Regions from separate parts of the Sus scrofa genome. Here region 2 is linked to region 1. A link is a contact called in public Hi-C data. All regions are on one chromosome and are shown on one strand. Each heading gives the region's core, a stretch centred on a gene start, on an enhancer-like site or on the middle of the called end of the contact. The rest is flanking DNA. Distances are from core to core; before and after follow the strand shown. Region 1 holds the start of FAM45A (protein FAM45A). Region 2 holds the start of PRDX3 (peroxiredoxin 3).

What was found. A called contact is a pair of places that touch in the nucleus more often than the background predicts.
Region 2: a Hi-C map of skeletal muscle shows a contact between it and region 1, with 3 times the contacts expected there. The contact joins the promoter of PRDX3 here to the promoter of FAM45A in region 1. A contact is called at or near these places in 7 of 47 Hi-C or Micro-C datasets (fetal liver, heart right ventricle, liver and 2 more) and 1 of 2 datasets of contacts at active chromatin or transcription factors (alveolar macrophages).

Annotation. Positions count from the first base shown.
Region 1 is chr14:129,005,680-129,008,656 of Sscrofa11.1, reverse strand. FAM45A (protein FAM45A) reads right to left here and starts at 1,448. Exons shown (of 9, transcript XM_013983795.2): 1 at 1,302-1,448. It overlaps EIF3A (eukaryotic translation initiation factor 3 subunit A), which reads left to right and starts at 1,489. Exons shown (of 22, transcript XM_001928342.6): 1 at 1,489-1,732. The coding sequence starts at 1,684.
Region 2 is chr14:129,089,382-129,092,358 of Sscrofa11.1, reverse strand. PRDX3 (peroxiredoxin 3) reads left to right here and starts at 1,569. Exons shown (of 7, transcript NM_001244531.1): 1 at 1,569-1,629. The coding sequence starts at 1,582.

The sequences.
Region 1 (2,977 bases), core at 199-2,698:
CCGTTAGGGATCTTTTGACCACAAAGCCATCCGGGATAAGCTGCTTTTCTGTCACCATGTTTTCAAATTTATCCTCATTATACTTAGTACATCTCCACTTCTTGGAGATGTGGCTCTTCTGGCGGCCAGCAAACTTGAACTTGGCCTTGCATAGGGATCCTTGTTCTGCAGCTTTGGTGCAGGTGGACATTATAACTTGAGCAATGTGGACCCTGGCCACTGTGCCCTGGGCTTTGCAAAGGCACTGGGGCATACCTGTCTGGAGCCTACATAGGGGACAGCATGCCTATCATGAATGTCCACTGGAAAGGGTTGTCTCCTATATCCCCTAGGGCAACCCAGACAAGCGACAAACTGCAGACATCACCTGGCAGGCTGCTGTTTGCAGCCACTGCACACAGGGCCCCAACAAAGAAAAGAGAAATTTTCTTTCTTCACAGTGATAAAGTTAAATAGAACAATCTTTTTTTATGAGGCAAAGGAATGCAGGGGAAATGCTTTCTGTGCGCAGGTACTGTAGTTTCCTCACTCCTTAATGTAGCACTCTCTCAATTCACATATCCCATCTATTATTACAAAATGCGTAATAAATTTGCAACAATTTATTCCACTGGTGCTTTCTGAATTTTTCTTCTGAACTCATCTTAATTTCACACAAGGCTTGAATGGTTAGCTTCAGTGTAAATGGCTTTCAAGTTCTACGTACAATGTTTTCACATTAAAATTATTAATCAATAATAAGACTGTAACAAAGGGCCTGTTATATATGGATTTTTTTCACTAACACTCATTTTTCCTACATGTGTTTACGATATGTGCTGAATATAAAGGCAACAACACTCGCATATATTTTCAAATATTTTGAGGGTCTGTTTTGCTGCAGGTCTTTTTGTCCCCTGTCAGACTGTTGTTAACAGTCTATTCCCATCCTTCAGGTCTCGGCTCAAAACTCGCCTTCTCTGAGGGACCAGGCAACCTCTGTGTCACCAGCTTTAAAATTTTACCTAGATATGAAATAAGATCGCTTATTTGTTTAGTTATTTATTACATCCCTCCTCATGCTAGTCTGCCATGTGACAGGTCACCACAATCTCCCAGTGGCAAGTATTGCTGGCCTAATATCTGCCCAACGTATTTTTGTTAAATGAACCAATCTGGCAATTAATGCAGCCAAGTCAGGCCATTCCCTAGGCAGAGCGACCTGACGGTAACTTCGAAAAACTTTGCATAAATCAAGTTAGGGACGACTCTATGCAGACACCTGCCTTCTCGCCAGCCAGAAGCTCTGACCCAACTCTCACCTTGCCCACTCCGATTTTCGCTCCAGGAGCGAAAGGCCTGACAACCGGCTCCCTAACGTTTCCCAGCGGAGTCCCGAAGAGGCGACGGAACTCAAGGACGCCTGCCATCGCCACGTCAGCGGGCACGCGTGACGCCAACGCGCCTGCGCGCGGGGAGAGGCGGTGCGTGCGCGGAGACCCGCCTCTACATCCGGGGCCTCGGCGGCGGCGGCGCCGCCGCGCGGGGGTCACGTGGCTTCTTCCTTTCCGTCTCTGGCCGGCTGGGCGCGGGCGACTGCTGGCGAGGCGCGTGGAGCCTCGCGCTGGTTCCCCTTCGTCTCCTCTCCCGGCCCGGGCCCCTAAGGAGTTCGCTAACGCCGGGTGAGCTGAGCCTGCCGCCAAGATGCCGGCCTACTTCCAGAGGCCGGAAAATGCCCTCAAACGCGCCAACGGTGAGTAGGGGATCGGGGCGCGCCGGGCTGGGGCGGCCCGAGGCCTGGGAGGTCGCGGGGCCGGGGACTGCTTCTCTCTGCTCTGCTGCCCGCCTGCAGCTGCACAGGAGGCCGATGCGGCCTGCCCGCCACCGACCCAGCCCGTGGTTGGGCATGTTGCCTCTTTCGCTCCAACCGACGTGGGGGTGAGAGGCGCGCAGCCCGGAACCGTCGCTGTGGGGACCCTACTTCCCCCCGCCGCCGTCTGGGCCGCAGCTCCTGGGACAGGCCTACCCGGGCCGGAGCTTCTCCCTTCCCGCCTCCGCTTGCCCTCCAGACCACGGGCTTTCTGCTGAGGCTCCGCGCCCCCGGCCGCCATCTGGGAGTGCCGGGGAGGAGGAAACATGGCTCCCTCCCGGGGACAATGCACGCGAGAACCTCGACTCCACCTCCCGTCCGGCCGGGAGCCGGCGGTCCCACCTCCGGCCCTCCCGCTGACACCTCCGGGCGCCCCCCCCCCCCCAATCTAGCGCCTCGCTCTTCTGGGTCAGGGTCCACGTCCCTTTCCCCTCTGGCCACTGTCTCCTCTTCGGGGACTCTGACCCATTTAACTGGTTTCCTGTGTTTTCTGGCATTGATTATTGGCAGTCAGCAGCTTACTTCGACTCTCAGAAGTTGGGACAGAGTTAATACTATGAGAGAGACTTCAAGTTCTCTCGTAAAGATAACGAAAGTGAGGCCTAGAGAGACAGATTTGTCCAAGGTCACTCTGGGAGTTAGTTGTTGAGCTTGGAGACCAAACCAAGGTTTCTTAACTTCCAGATCGGTCTTTTTTTCCCCACCATGGCACTGCTGCTTGCGATTTTTATTTCCGTTTGTGTACTTAAGCCACTGGAGCTTTTGGGAAACTTGTGTGTGTGCCGGTCTATTCAAGAGGCATTTATTACGTTGACGTTATGGAAGTGCAAATCTAATATACGTGCCTCTGGTCTTAAACAACTTTTATTATTATTTAGGGCTTATAAGTGTTAGTGTATCCATTGCTCATATTTTCACCTTTCCTCTACTCAAACAAGGGTTGGTTCTCATCTGTACTGGAGATGAATATACCGTGTCAGTCACAGTTTTATGCTTGCGAGCTTATTTTGTTAGTTTGAAAATCCTCTTATGAAAAGGTCAGTTTTAGTCTGTATACAATTATTACTACTGATAATCTGTCAGGGCTAGAGATCTCTTTGTCACATGCTTGTTATTTTAACCAGAAGT
Region 2 (2,977 bases), core at 320-2,819, 84 kb before region 1:
AGTCGGATTTGTTAACCACTGAGCCACGACAGGAAGTCCTGGGCATGTCTTTCTTGACATAAGAGAAGCCATTTTTGGTCTAGGCTATTCCGTGATCTAAGCCTGGCCATGGTGTTTGTCCTTGAATGGGTCTCAGTAGTTAATGACCTAAAAGGAATGAAAGAATGCAGAAACAAATGACTTGTCAGGCAAGAGAAGTAATTACAGCAAAGATAATGCATCAGTTGTAAAATCTTCTAGGTCTGTTTCAGTGGTACAGATTGGCCTAAGGCCCTCAACTGCCAGACCAACTGGAACCTAAGGGATAATGTTGACCTTTTCTGACTCTCATGACTTCAATCAACTACAGCTTGGGGAGTTTCCGATGTGGCTCAGCAGGTTAAGACGTGACATAGCGTCCATGAGAAGGTAGGTTCAATCCCTGGCCTCACTCAGTGGGTTAAGGATCTGGCATTGCTGCAAGCTGCATCATAGGTTGAAGATGTAGTTTAGATCTAACATTGCCTTGGCTGTGGCATAGGCCTGCAGCTGCAGTTCCAATTTCACCCTTAGCCTGGGAACTTCCATATGTTGCAGTGCGGTCCTAAAAAGAAAAAACAAACAAACAAAAACATATGAACTAAAGTTTGGATTCTGTCTGCCACCCAAGCCCCTTCTTGAATATGCATGTTCCCTTAGCTTAAAACTAACCAAATCTGGCTGTTTGAGGAGATACTGCTTTGGGACAGATCCTCCATGTTTTCTTTACTTGCAGCAAGTAATAAATGCTTCCTTCTCCAGATCTTTGCCTGGGTTGTGTCTTTTGGCTCCATATCCACCAAGAGGTGGATCCAGTTTTTCAGATAACAGGCTTGGCCTTTGGAAAATGCCCACTTAGAGTTTACATTTTGTCACACTTACTGTAAGGCCACTGTATGATTTTTATCATGTTTAATGAACTTGCTTCAAAGTACCATGTTCCCCCTGAGCACTTGGCTTTACTAATTGAGAGAAAACACATTTTAAATTTGTCCCAATTCCCCCATTGTTGTGAAGGGAAACCAAAATGGGAGCTCACGCATCATCCAGGGATTTTCAGGACAACAAAGCCTTGCAGGGTCTGACCCACTCTGCTTATTAATCGGCTAAAATTTCATTGATAACTAATGCCATTTCGTGCAGAAGCCTGTGGTCGAAATAGGAAACGGATCCTTTTACTGCAACAATAATCCACGGAGGTTAACAAAAAAGTAACAAGTATAGAAATATCTAGCTTCCTGCCTGGATTAGTCCTAGAGGTTGGGGCAACAAACAGAAACAAAGTGTCGCTTTCACAAGCATTTAGCTACTTAGAAGCTTTAACGGGAATTATCCCAACCGGAAGCCGGGCCGAGGGACCCAGCGATTGGGACGTTTACAGCCAGAGGGTGCCCAAAAGGCGGCGAGGGCATAGGACTCCGGGTCCTGGCTCCCGGCTCCATCCCTGGCCAGGGCTGCAACCCAGGCCCCTCCCTGCCCGCCGAGGCCCCGCCCATCTGGCCACGCCCCCGTAGATCCCGCCTTCTTTGCTTCTCTGGCCCGAGGCCCCAGTGCGCACCGAAGATGGCGGCGGCGGCGGCGGCGGCGGCGGGAAGGTTGCTCCGGGCTTCGGTGAGTGGCTGCTGGCGGGGCACAGGCGCGGAGGCACTGAGGTGGCTCCGAGAACGTGCTTTTCAAATGGGATCCCGCTCCCTTGCGGCCTGGGGGTCTTTCACCCTCTCTGAGGATGTCAGAGGGTAACGGACCTGAGGCCTCCTCTTCTAGGGAAGGCTCCCTGCGCGTGCGCATAACTGCCCTTCCCCCACCCCACCTCGCGGTCCCCTACCCAAATCCCTCTTCCCTCCTAGTCGTGGGTCCCCAGTCCCCTCTCCACCTGAGCACCTGGCTCTGGAGGCAGGCGACCTGGCCCTTGATTCCGTTCTGGGACCGACTCTATGACCTTGAACAAGTGACTTCTTCGTCTTTCTGAACCTGTTAACTTTCCTAACTCAACATAGAATGATGCCTGCCTATCTCAAGGTTTCCGTGAGCATCCACTTAAGTGCTGGATGAAAACCAAAATGTTCAAGTAACCAAAGGGCTTACGTGCAAAAGGCACTTTTTCCTTACTCTCCAGGGCCAGCCGGCCCTGCTATTTTTCTCTCGCAAAGCCTGGTACCCTCTTGCTGTCCGCTCTCCCCTTTCTCATGCTGGGGTTCAACGCAGGCTGGTCCTGAGTCACGCCAAACACTGAAGTTAAGCAAACCTTTGCCTTGAGCCCTGTCCAAACTCTCCCAGAGGCTGAACTTTGCTCTATTTGTTTGCTTCTCTGTAGAGCTTGAAAGGGCCTTGTCTTTTCCAAGGAAAACCTTGACATTGTAGAACAAGTTCAGAAGTTCTGCTGGAAAAGGGCCTGGCCAAGTCTCCTTGGTTTTTTAATCCTCTGGGTTGCTGTTAAAAGCATGGAGTCTTTGTGTTTTTATAAATCCCCCCTGCCTTGCAGTCTTTTTTTTTTTTTTTGGCTGCACCCACAGCATGCTGAAGTTCCAGGTCCAGGGATTGAACTCGGTCCCCTGCAGTGACCATGCCAGATCCTTAACCTGCTGAGCTACCAGGGAGCTCCCTTGCAGTCTTTTTCCCCCCTTCATTTATTTATATATATTTTAAAATAAAAGTTATATGTATTTGAAGTGTACATTATGATTCCATGTACATATACATAATGAAATGATAAATACAGTCAAAGTAATGAACATATCTCTTCATATCGTTACCTTTATTTATTTACTTATTTATTTTTGCTTTTTAGGGCCGCACCCGCAGCATATGGAAGTTCCCAGGCTGGGGTCAAATCAGAGCTACAGCTGCCGGCCTACGCCACAGCCACAGCCACGTGGGATCCGAGCTGAGTCTTCGACCTACACCACCGCTCACAGCAGCACTAGATCACTGACCCACTGAGCGAGGCCAGGGATCAAAC